Linked DNA regions of Gossypium hirsutum: region 2 is linked to region 1. The links are chromatin contacts, called in public Hi-C maps. All regions are on one chromosome and are shown on one strand. Each heading gives the region's core, a stretch centred on a gene start, on an enhancer-like site or on the middle of the called end of the contact. The rest is flanking DNA. Distances are from core to core; before and after follow the strand shown.

What was found. Hi-C and Micro-C count contacts between places; a contact is called where the count stands out from the background.
Region 2: a Hi-C map of leaf shows a contact between it and region 1, with 2.8 times the contacts expected there. The contact joins the promoter of LOC107909560 here to the promoter of LOC107886649 in region 1. A contact is called at or near these places in 9 of 34 Hi-C or Micro-C datasets (callus, hypocotyl and leaf).

Annotation. Positions count from the first base shown.
Region 1 is chrA03:103,105,673-103,112,209 of Gossypium_hirsutum_v2.1, forward strand. LOC107886649 reads right to left here and starts at 3,053. Exons shown (of 6, transcript XR_005917929.1): 1 at 2,834-3,053; 2 at 2,606-2,731; 3 at 1,781-1,909; 4 at 1,564-1,659.
Region 2 is chrA03:103,298,251-103,304,787 of Gossypium_hirsutum_v2.1, forward strand. LOC107909560 (zinc finger protein GIS3) reads left to right here and starts at 2,990. Exons shown (of 1, transcript XM_016837143.2): 1 at 2,990-4,066. The coding sequence starts at 3,105. The coding sequence ends at 3,830.

The sequences.
Region 1 (6,537 bases), core at 1,803-4,302:
CTAATAATTTTATAGGATTTTTTAATTTTATTTCACAATATCTTGGACTATTTTCCCATAATTTTAATGGTTCTTCACTAAAATTATTTTCTAGAATTTTAAACAACCAATGATTTGTTTCTAGTTGTTTAATTTGTTCTTTTCTCATTGGTCTAAATCCTTTATCACATACAAATTTATGGTTTTCTATTAAATGTATTTCTTCAGAAGTTTTTTCTGTTGATAATATTACTAAATTTTTATCTATAGAAAACGGTAAATGATGATATATAAAATTATTTCCTAATAATATGTCTCCATGCATTTCAGGAAAACACAATATTTTAGGAATTACAAATCTTACATTATTTATGTAAATTGGTATATTTCTAGCCTTAAATTGGATTATGGTTTCTTTACCATCTATTCCTATGGCTCTAATTGAGTTTTTCATTAATTCCCATTTTTCTTCAGGAATGACATTTTCTCTACAGCTACTTGTGGTAGCTCCAGTATCTAATAAGGCATGCAAATAATATGTTTTATATTCTCTAAATTGAAATGTAATTTCAATATTTATATAATATTTCCTAGGTTGGAAATTTGAAAATGTAATAATATAATTTTTTCCCATTTTCATTTGTTGAATAATAGTAGTAGCTTGTATTTCTTCCATTCTAGTATTTCTAGAATTTCTACTAGGTTCAGTGGGGAAAATAGGTATTTAAACTGTTTTCATACTTATTGGTGTTTTTGAATTTGTACTAATATTATCTTCTTCTTCCTTTATCTGAGAATTAGAGGGTAAAACTAAATTATCATTTATATTTATTATAGCATTATTTTTAAAATATAGTCTATCTCCAGATGACATATATTCTATAGTACTTACTGGTTTTGAAGTACTAGCACCACTTATTCTATCAATCATCCAATCTTTTGGTATTGACAGATCTTTTAGATTTAATAATTTTGGTTGTATTTCTGTAGTAAATTTATTAGGTTCAAATAACTCAATTATTTTATTATTAATTTCTTTAATTTCCACTTCTGTCGTGTTGGTATATTCATTAATAGAAGTCCAACTTATTGCTAGATCTTTTGCTAAATCACTAATTTCAGAATTTTTTGTCTGAATTCTTAAACATAAACATTCTTCTATTAGAGGATCTGTGGTATATTATGATAAATAATGGGATTGAAGAAAAATTAAATAGAACTTTGAAATTTTGCTATAAATAGGAATGTAAGAAGCCTAAAGAAGGCATCGAAAAATAGCTTAGATCTCTTTTCTTTTACTTTCAGTATTCTCTCTTTGTAAACACTCTCTCTTAGACTTGAGTGACCTTTGGGTGACAAGTTAGCTGGAAAAAAGAAACGAAAGAGATCAGGATATGAAGCAAAACAGACGAAATATGAACAAATGTCTAAGACTTTGGATGTTATAACAAAGCAACATGGCTCAAAGACTCTTAAGTTATTAGGGGTTTGAGTTACAGGTAGATATCTGTGTGATTTCTTCCCACACAAAGGCCAAAATAGCTTAAGGACAGAGACTAGCTTAGCAAACAGTTTATTATATACCTGTAGGGATCCCAAGAACTTTTGAGCCACGGCCAAATCCCTTAATGACGGGACCACTGATATACCAAGGTTCTGTTGGCAAAGTTCCCTCTATCCCTGCAATCACAACACCATTTTCTCATGATTATTGTTTACAAGTAAAGGTTACTAACTATGATGTAATACAAAGATGTAGGTGTCAAAAGATTTACAATCTTGAAATGGAGGTAGGCCCTACTTTTCAGGTTGCAAATCAAGCAGAGAGTTTATCACTTCATCGGCAGAGATGTAAAGATGCGCTTGTTTTGGAACAGATGGCACAGCAACCACTTCCATTCCAGCAGCCTTACCAGCTGTAACACCTGGCCTGGCAATGCAAGTTCCCAGAATTAGTGAAAGAAATAACTATGTCATATGCTTATGAGATGCTAGTGCTAATTAATAAAAACAACAAAACATCTAAACGTTGCAAGACAATAAATCAGGAAAAATAGGGCATGCTTTCAATACTTAAAAGGCTAGCTCAAAATGTTCCTAAGTTGCCAAAAGGACTGCTAGAGCAATGAAATTTAGTAGGGACTTGAGACAGCTAGAGCTCCTTTCTTTCTACTTCTTTATTTCATTTTGTCCTCCATATAAATTAATTAGAGCTATAATTTCTCTTGCAAAAATAAAAATAAGTACCAGCTGCTATCATGAATATTTAAATACTTGTGCAAATAACAAGATGAATTATTTCAAGGAACAATTAGTTATGAACAAATAAGAAACAACTTAAACGAACAGAACTTGGTGTCCACAACCACATAATTGATTAATTATGAACAAATAACCAAAGGGAATGTACTCAAAAGTAAAATCATACTTTCTTTTTCTCTAAATGCAAAGTAAAAAATTCTTTAAATTATATTTTTTCCAAAAATATTATGTTTAAATCCAGTTTTTTTTCCTCTCCTTTTTTCCTTCTGAAATTAAAAACAAAATAGAAAAGCAAAAACTACAGCATATATAAACAAAGACATCAAATAAGACCCAGACAAAGCAACAAGTTAAACGACAGAACCTTCGTGTGGCATTGAGAGAAGCGAGGACAGCGTTGTACTCAGAAACATTGTCAGCATAGTTTCGTTTGGCTTTTGTTCCAGTTAAATCCGAAAACTGGTGGCGACCCAGTGAACGAAGCATAGTCCTGTTGGGATCCGCTTTCAACAGCAAAAGATACAAGAAACGAGATAAGAAATCGAGTCGTAAAAGGAAAATTTTGGTGTTTGTATAATTTTGGAATTTATACCAGAAATGAATCGAAAGAGGAACTTCATTGGCGAAAACAGAGTGAATAATAGTGAAGGGTTTTCTTCGCTCTGATTTGCTTCCAAAAACCCTTTGTGCCTTTTTTAGTTTCTTTTTATTATTTCAGATCGAGAGAAAAAGAGTAGCTAAATTTTATTTGGGGGATTTGAGAGAATAAGAGGGAGTAAAGGAGCCGGTAACCAAAAGTTTTTTTTTTTTTTGAGAGTGAGCTGGATTTTGATTTCTCTTTTTCCTTTTTTTTAGTAAAATAATGATATTTTGCGGCGTTTTCAATAAAAATGTTATTATAGCTCAATTTTTTGCGGCGTTTTTACTAAAAAGTGCCATTATAGCTTAAGTTTTTGTAGCGTTTTTGGGAAAATCGTCACTATTGCTTAATTTTAATTTTTTTTATTTTTAACATATTTTTTTCTATTTTTCTTTCAAAATTTTTGTGCTGAGATTATCATTTTTTGAATTTTTTTAATTTTGAATATTGAACTTTTTAACTGAAATATGGACTAAAATATTAAATATTAAATTTTTAAGTTTTTTATTTTTAAATTTTAAATTTTAAATTTTAAATTTTTAAATTTTTAAATTTTTTTGAAGATTTTTATAATTTTTAAATTATCATATAAAATACAAAAGGAAACTTTAACAAAAATAAAATGAAATAGATGAATTAAAAAAATACAAAATGACACAACAATACAAGCATTATTCTTTTAAGCATGGTCCGCATTAGTTGTTTAGATTTTTATATAAATGGCATTTAATTATATGTATACACCTAAATTTTGATAGAAATACATCTCAGAATTATATATGAATTTCGGTTTAATGTGTAATTGTAGACGTGAAATTCTAATTGTGGTTTAAATGTATAGTTGAAACTTTAATTTTGATTTAATCATACACATTTTAAAAAATAAATACATCAATATATTTTTATATTGGATAAATATAAATATTTATGTATGCAATATATAAATATAAAATGATGTTATATCAATAATTGTGTTAATAATTTACAAGAAATGGATCAAATTAAATTTCATGTATACAATTGCACACTAAACCATTGTTAGAAAAAGAAACATCTACTGGGGATTTTGGATTTCGAATTGGGGAAAAATGGGTGATTATTTTAAGGATTCGGATTAGGGAAAATGGCATTTTGCAAAATTCTTTTGCGGCGTTTTTGTAAAGCCACTAAAGGCTCAATACAAAACCACGGCATTGTGTTAATTTTTTTACGGCGTTTAACGCCGCTAAATATCAAGCATTAGCGGCGTTTTTCATTCAAACGCCGCTAAAAACTTGTTTTGCTGTAGTGTTCTTTTCTTTCCTACTTCTTTGATTCTGTTCCCGTTTCTGTTTCAGGCCTTTGCATGGTGGCGGTGAGGAAGCTTTCGGTCAACAGCGATAGGGAGATGCACCTTTTTCCATTTCGGTGAAATTGGCAGAGGGCAGTCCTAAGGGTGCAGACAACTTTGGGGGGTGTACCTGTTGACATGGTAGAGGCGGGGACTGAAGGAATTAGAGTTTTTTCTTTCTTTTTTCTGTTTAAATTTAGGATAGTGGGCTTTGGGCTTATAAATGGACTAAATTTTTATTTGTTTTTGTTGTTTATTTATTTTTGGGTTTTTTGTTTTGTTTTGTCTGGGCCCAGACAAAATCGGGCCACTAGACAAGAGCTTATCTTAAAAAGCTTAATAAAGTTTGACCTACCTTAATTTTCTCTCTATTCGTTACTCTCTTAAATTTCTCAACAGTATCTTGACTACCCATTATTCCATGTAGCTGTTACTTTCTTTAATTATCTCAACAAATCGTTACCTTGATGGCTGTAAAAACCATGCACTAGTAGCTTTCCAAAACACGCCAAAAAAATGAATACAAGCTTAGCCTTTAGCTAAGTACTGCTTTTAAGTTTTTATTATTATTCTTCTTCATATGAGTTTATTAAATTTGAGGGATAGTAAGTTATCTTTGAAAATAATGTTTTACTTGCCTCAAACATTATTTCCAATTCTGTTACCCTAATCCATTATTTTTATAACATCCAGTTGTCATAAAATGCATTTCTAATTAGCGTAACATTGTTAACAATGCCATGATTCGATTAATGATTTCATTTTCCTTCATCTTCAAATCTCTTCTCAAATTGAATTATTTTCTTAGACTCCTCTTTCAATCTATCTATCACATCTAAAATGCAATTTTGCAAACAAGACGTGACTCTATATTCCTTCTTACATTATTCATTGTGTTATTTTATTTGAACTAGTGCAAGATTGGCTTTAAGGGTGGAGCATCCTCATGTTTGAACCTCTTCCTACAAATCATGAGCCTACATTTAAGTCTTTATCTTCACTACCAAAACGCGATTGTTTTCTAATAGCACAAATAGGTCAGGGTGAAGAAAAGCTGCTAGATATCATTGAGACAACGATTGGCTAAGGAACTAACTTCCAAAGAACTGAGGCTACGTTGATTTAAACTGAGTTAATTAATTGTATCGAATTAGTTTGATTAATTGATTGGTTACCGAAATTAATTTGATTGGGATCAATTAATAGTTTTATAAAAGTTCAGTTATAGATTAATACTATTCAAAGACAAATAATGGAACTTGAAACATTGCCTCAAAATTGTACTCCAAAATAATAAATCATTATGGCTAGTGAAAGTAAAAATCCTAGTTTCTCTGAAAATCGTTCAACTAAAGAAGTACACTTCAAGGATCATAATACGAATGAAGGCATTGACATGGTGGTCGATGATGAACCAAAGTCGACGCTTTCTTGGAAAGATAGATTATTGGGGAATTTGGCTAGTGGTTCTAAGGAGTTGGGTACCCAGATTCGGTTTGGAGATGATGATGAGATTGAACTAATGGATAAGGATATTACAAGATCGATGGTTAATGCTATTCCGACGATTGACTTTTCTGAAAGAGTTAATCAATTTTTGATTAAGAACATGGCAACCACAGTGGTCCTCAAACTCTTGGGACAATCTATTGGGTATAATGCACTGCAAAGTCAGTGTTTATAGAGGCCTTATCGCCTTTTCAATTAATGGAGATAGAAAATGAATATTTTTAGCAAAATTTCAGAATAAAGAGGACTATGAGAAAGTGCTTTTCTAAAGGACCGTGGATCATTTTTGGGTAGTACCTTACGGTGCAACCTTGGACGACAGATTTTAATCTGATGTAGCCATACCCGAGCGTGGTTAAGGCTTGGATCAAACTCCCAAGGCTCCTGGGTTTCTTGTACGAATGTCAGATCCTTGAAGAAATCTGGGGGATGGTTGGCAAGGTAACTAAACTAGACTTGAACACAGATAGTAGAATGTGAGGCAAGTTTGTTGTGATGGTGGTTTACATCAATCTTGATAAACCGTTGACTTCTCAGGTTCTGATTAATGGACATATCCATCAAGTTGAGTTCGAATCGCTGCCGGTAGTTTGCTTCGGCTATGGACGATATGGTCACCTGAAGGAGGGATGCCCAAAAAGTTTTATTGATCTAAACCAGATGGAAATGGAGGAGACGACGGTCGTTCAGAGGAGGATTGGTGAAACTCTGACGGAGGAGACGACGGCCTATAGACTTTGAATGCTAGTTAAGAAGAAAAGTCGGTGAAACTCCAAGGAAAATAGAAGTCAACCGACGAAGACATCAGACCTTAGAG
Region 2 (6,537 bases), core at 1,740-4,239, 190 kb after region 1:
AATTCGGTTGGTATCAAAATTATTATCGATATAAAAAATGTGGATCCAAGCACACTATAATATATTTTTCCTCTTTAGTAAAAAAAAAAGTGAGAAAATAACTAAAATTCAAAAAAAATGATTAAAAACCAAAAATGTCCAACATAAACAGACCAGACCCATCAATATTGACAAGTCTAACTGCTCCGACAACTCTATGCGTGAACTCTCGAACTTTATGAACACAACATGACCACTCACATTTGTTGAAGGTCACTTCAATGCACATTTACTTTTCTAGTTGAGCCCCGTAGTGGTTGTTTGTGGCCCAACCTTTTTTATTTTCAATCTTATTAACCCCTCCAAAGACAAGGACTGAGAAGGAAAGACCCAAACCCTAAAATCATTGGATCCACACACGCACACTATTTACATCATATATATATATAATAAAGTAAAAAGGTTATAATCAGGTTTAATAAAGGCAACTTGTTTTTTTCTTCCCTATTTTCTGAATTCATCCCAATCTAAGTCCTAATCTATCTATGAGCATAAACATGGGACTTAAAATAAATAAATATGGACCCACATATATTGATGATGCATGAACGGATCATCACAACCATCTCATCTCTTACCTGCTTGTTGAAACCCGCAAGAAATTTGTCGTTATGAAGGCCAAGAAAGAATCTAAGAACTTAGCTTAGAAATGAAGTTAGGCTTCATATATTCATACATATATAGGCTTAGAAATTAATATAAAATGGATTTTTACATATATAGGCTTAGAAATTAATATAAAATGGATTTTTCTTAATATAAAATACAACAAAGAGGGAGCACATGTTGATGTTAGTAATAATCATGAAAGAGATCTAACGGTTGGAAAGAAAATGAGGTTTTGGAGAAAAAGGAGAGGTAGCAATGGGTGGGTGGGTTTGTTTTATGGGGAAAATGGACAAAAGTGAAAGAGGCGTTTGAATGGAACACACATGAGAAAGGGGAGACAAAGGTGGGTCATATTTGGAGTTGTGACCAACACTAACACTTAGTAATAGCTTTTGCATATATAATACAAATTATAATAATATATTAATCCACATTTAATTATTCCCTTTCTAAGTGGGAGTACAATTTTAAGATATTAAAATTCATATGGGTTGGAGTGATAAAAATTTTCGATTATATTTTTTAAATAAGACTTCAAATTTTATAAATAACAAAAATATATATATTAAGAGAGTTTTACTTTTTATTCAATGATAGGACTTGATTTCATTTCAAATTTAATCGTGCCTAATATAATTGGATTAAAAAAAGAAACCCCAAAACTTTTCTCTGTCTCGTAGTTAGTAAGATTCGGATAGATCTTGGCAAAGCAAGAAAATTGCATAAAGAAATACAGATTTCAACGTCAATCACGCTAACATCCTAAACAATTATTATTCATCATCAACACGTAAAGATGGGTCTCTTTTCGTAGTTGTAAAACACCTGAACATTCATTCCTTCATTTTCTTCCCCCTTTCCGTCCATTAATTTCGATACCCCCCAAACCCTACTTCCATTTATATTCAGACCAGGCAAGTGAAAGCTTTGCTTCACGTGGTTGACTTAGACTAAACTCCCATCTTGCCATTGCCAGAAAGTTTTATCTGATGTGAAACATGCGTAACCCTTTCTAGATATGCACCTGCCCTATAACCCTACAACATTATATAATGCATGAGTGTATTGACACTTTTAAAAGTTTGGGGTTGTGTGGAAGAGAAGTTCTATATCTATGTCATCCATGAATAGTTAGATTATCGATATATCGCCATTACCATACGTTTAAAACTTGAAATTCAAGGTTTTTTTCCCCACCTTTTTTTTCCTTTCTGTGTGTGTGGGGTAATTTTGGGAAACACAGCTAAGTGGTGCTATATATATATGCATGCATGGATTTACATGTTAGATTTAGTTTGACTTTTTAGAGAGAAATGAGGGGCGAGAGTGGTGGTGGGTGGCGGTGTCGGCTCCTGAGATTGAGCTGAAGTGAAGCGCGGGAGAGAGAGAGAGAGAGAGAGAGAGAGAGAGAAAGAGAAGGCATTTTTGGTAGCAGAGAGATTTGCCAGGGAATTAAAGACTTAAGAGATGGGCATCACGGCGTTTCATTGGAGACAGTTCCACTAACATTACTGTTTTCTTAATTAATTAATCTACTTGATAAATAAAGAAAGAAAGAAAGAATAAATTCATGGTGATTACCAAAAAAAGGTCCCCAGTTTTCCAACATGTGTCATCATCTCGAATGGAATCTTTTTATTAGTACACTCATTTTGTTTGTTAGTAAATTTAGTTAATTAAAAACCATACCCTGTTGATGCCCACCATGAACAGGGATCTAGCTACCTATAGAGTCTACATAGACCTCACTTCACTTCAGATTACCCTCACCGGCTCCTTGGAATTGTACGTGTCGTGTAAGAACATTATTTAGAAATCTGTCATTAACCCAACCAATGTATGAAAACAACTTTTTTAGCTTCTCATTGGCCATTCAAACCTTTTCCATCTACAGCATAGTGGTCCAGATCACTCCCCCTTACCTCCTATCTGTTTTCTAACCTAATTGCTTCACGTTCTCTACAAAAGTTCCCATTATATTAAGAACCTCCCACAATTGCTTTTTGGATACCCATTTTCTCTCAAATGATGCTCCTTATTTAAAATAAATAAATAAACATGGACCAATTCAATCATTTTTATTCTTGTATGTATAAATATAAACAAGCTTTAAAAAACCCCAAAAAGAAAATAAATGCAACGCAATGCATTGATGAAGTAACAGTATCAAATTAGAGAAATAGGTACACTAAGCGAAGACAAGGCTTGGGTGAGGGTCCCAAGTCAAGTGTTCTCGGGTCTTGTCGTGTTCCCTAATACTCTCTTTTCTTTTTCCCCCTTGGGATATCCGAAATCTTTCTCTTTCATCCTAAGTTGTACTGTTCATGTTCTACAAATCCTTTTTTTTTTATCATGTATATATACCCCCACACATGCAACTCTTCCCCTTACATTACATTACATTGAACAACTAAACTATTCTTCTTCATTTCTCTTTCTATTTTTCTCTAGTTAACATGGCAGAGTTAGAATACCAAGCTAATACCAAAACCAACAGCGCCACTACTGCACGTCTAAAGCTCTTCGGCTTCAACGTCTCGGAAGATGATGATGTTTTGGAATCCAGAACCACCAAAGATCCATCATCAGGGTCTTCAGAGCCAGGTGGCTTCCCTGCTCCTGGTGACCGCAAATACGAGTGTCAGTATTGTTGCCGTGAGTTTGCCAACTCTCAAGCTTTAGGAGGTCACCAGAACGCTCATAAGAAGGAAAGGCAACAGCTCAAGCGTGCTCAACTTCAAGCCACTCGAAGCGCCGCGGTTTCGTTTGCTAGGAACCCTATCATCTCTGCTTTTGCTCCTCCACCGCATCTCTTAGCGTCGGCTACACCCGTCGTGGTGCCAGCTGCGGCGGGACCGTCTTGGGTTTACTTGCCACGAGGAGGGCCACCTCCTTTCCACGTCTCACATGGCTGTGTGATTCCAAGCGCTGGTGGTGGAGGAGGAGGTGGTGGAGTGGGGAGGGGGCCAGCGGGGGTACCTTATGGTGGTGGTGGTGGTGGTGGTGGTTTGGGGGATCTGGGCGTAAGCGTTGGCCCCCAAGTGATGCAAGGTGGGGGCCACCATGGACGGGGTGTTGATGGACCCTCGTTGCGTAGGTTTTCAAAGGGAGATGGTGGCCCCAGTTTTGATGATGCATTGGGCTTAGATTTGCACCTTAGTCTTGCTCCAGCCAGGCCTTGACTCGGTCTTTAGTGTTTGGGATCTTTGTACATTTTCAAACAATTTTATTTTTTTATTTATTTTTATCAGGGAAATTATTTGTTTCACTTGCACAAAACTTTTTTTCCCCTTTTTTAAAGTTATATAATCACTTAACTTTCCTCACCAATTTTAATTTTGTATATTAAGATCTAAATTTAGAATAAAAACTTCATGTATGTAACTCAATTTTCCTCACCAATATGAATTATCTTAAACATCTAAATTTAGAACCAAAACTTTCATGCATATGAGTTAATAGCTTCTTCCCTACTATTATTCTATGTAGCTAAATAAATTAAAAGCTGAAATTCTAGCATCCAAAAATAGGAGCCTAAATAATTAAAAAGGATGGAAACAGTGAGGCACATTTGACATTAGACAAATTTTGTGTCCGTACCTTACAATATATATGCAATTAATGTGGTTTATCAAATGAAACGCACCCTACAGCTTCACTGGTTGGTTGGTCATTGATGAGTAATGTCGAAAGGTAACACCACAATTTGTCTCTTCCAGCTCCCCGCAAGGAAGCTTATGTGTTAATTTTACGCTATTTACAGAGAATCTGCGTCTGCTAACTTGGTGAGGTGGGGGAAAATGGGGACTTAAATTGGAGACATAATCACCATCCAATCCAGCTCAGTTGTTGTTATACAATATGACCTTTATTATTTATCTCTTACCAATTAGAAACCTTAATTTGCAACCAACAGGAATGGTCTTGAATTGTGTTGTGACACTGCTGTCAGCATTTCCTAGCAACAAAGTTAATTAGCCAATTGCCCCCCAACTTAATGGCAATTGATAAAGAAAGGAGTCTAAGTTCTTGGAACCACTAGGGGTTCTCTCTCTGTGTGTCTTTCTAATAGATTTAAGCCGGGTTGCAACTTGAAGCCATTATCAGTATCTTTTCAAACTTTTCAAGTCGAGATCTATGTCTTAAATCATCTCTAACCTGAAAGAATACAATAACAGTTATGTTGTCAGTGTGAGTACAAACAAGACATGTTAAAGTGAGTTTGATAAAGTCTTAATATGCTTAAAAAAGGAAGGACCAATTGATGGAGGTGCAAACACATGAAGCATGCATGCAGGCCTGTTTCTCCTATACAAGCTGTTAACACTTTTTTGTACTCTCAGGATTATCCATCTAATTAGTTTTGATATTAGAGCATCATTATTACTCTTTTACTTTTCTTACATGTAGCATTATTTTTATCCAATCCCCAATTTATGTTTTTTATATATATAAAATTTATTTCTTGTTGCAAGGACAAATTAAGTAACCCGGTGGTTGTTTTTCCTTTGGAAGGTCAGATATTATTACAGAACTTGTGCATTCTAGTCCCAAGAACTCCAACTAACCATTTGATAGTCTGTTGGTGTTTTCTTTTCTCTCAAGTTGACTAGAAGATGATGAAAAATGGGACCCCATTACATGCAAATCCAGCCCATATTTCTTCATCTTCCCCACATTTTTTAAATCAGCAGCTGCAACCTTAGTGTCTGAAAATGCCTGGAATAATTATTAATTTAGGATTTAAATATAAGATCTCTTCAGTACTGTACTGATTAAGAAGTTGAGAGAGATGAGGAATAAAATAAATGAATTTGGTTGAGAAAACAATGGGATTCTTATAAATCAGCAACTAAGAGCTTGTGGGGAAAAAGAAGCTTACGTGTAAGCACTTAAGCAAAGATGATGAATGGCAAAGCACCTAATGCATCATCCTAGGGTTTGTCCACTGACTTAAAACAGCTGATTAAACTAAACTATAAATTGGTCAAAAGGGCAGGTGGTCACCCCCAAAATCATACTTTTTTTTCGGTGCAAAGTTAAGTTTAGGATCTTAAAACCTTTCAACATGTCCATAAGGTCGGTGACAGGTCTTCTCCTCATCCATTGGCACTTCCCTAAAGCCATTTTTCTTAACCTTTTTTTTTTTGTTGTTAAAAAGTGACTGTTTTAATTGATTAGGGTTAGCATGCATAGGCAAGTCTTGTATCATTTGAATAGAAATATCTAGATCCGATAATTTCATACACGACAAAGATTAAAAAGTTTCGGAAAAGCAGAACACAATATGATTATTTTTTCAAGCAAGTAAAATGTATAGCAAGAAAATGGAAGATTGTTGCATTTGAAATGGGTGGTTTGGAAGAATTTGATAATATGAATGGTGAAGATATATATATATAGGTAGTACAAGTGGGAAGCCAAGGAATAAGGTTCCACGAGAGAATCTTAATTTGATTGGATACTTTTGGAGGTTTAACTCCCATAGTTCAGCTGATCAAAGCTTTTGGTGAATTTGGTTTAGTGTGAGAGAAAAGAAAAAAAGAAAGGTGCAGAAGCTAAAGCACAATGATGTTCATAGGTTTGAAAACTGGTGCACTTGGGTTATATTCATTTTTTTTATAAGATGAGGTTTGCTTTATTGACATATACGGCTCGTAGTGGTTGGTGAGGCAGAAAGTGGTAAGAAAATCAAATTAATTCCCCACATCAAAGCCTAGAACACAAAACCAGCTGTGGATTGGGACCCAAAGTTTTTGCTTCATCACTGCCATTGAAACCGATGTCAACACCCACTTAACTTAAGTCGTCTCTCACTTTTACTTGTTAATTTACTAATAGATTTGTAGTGGAAGAAGTCACCGCCCAATGAAGTTCAACCTGTGTAAT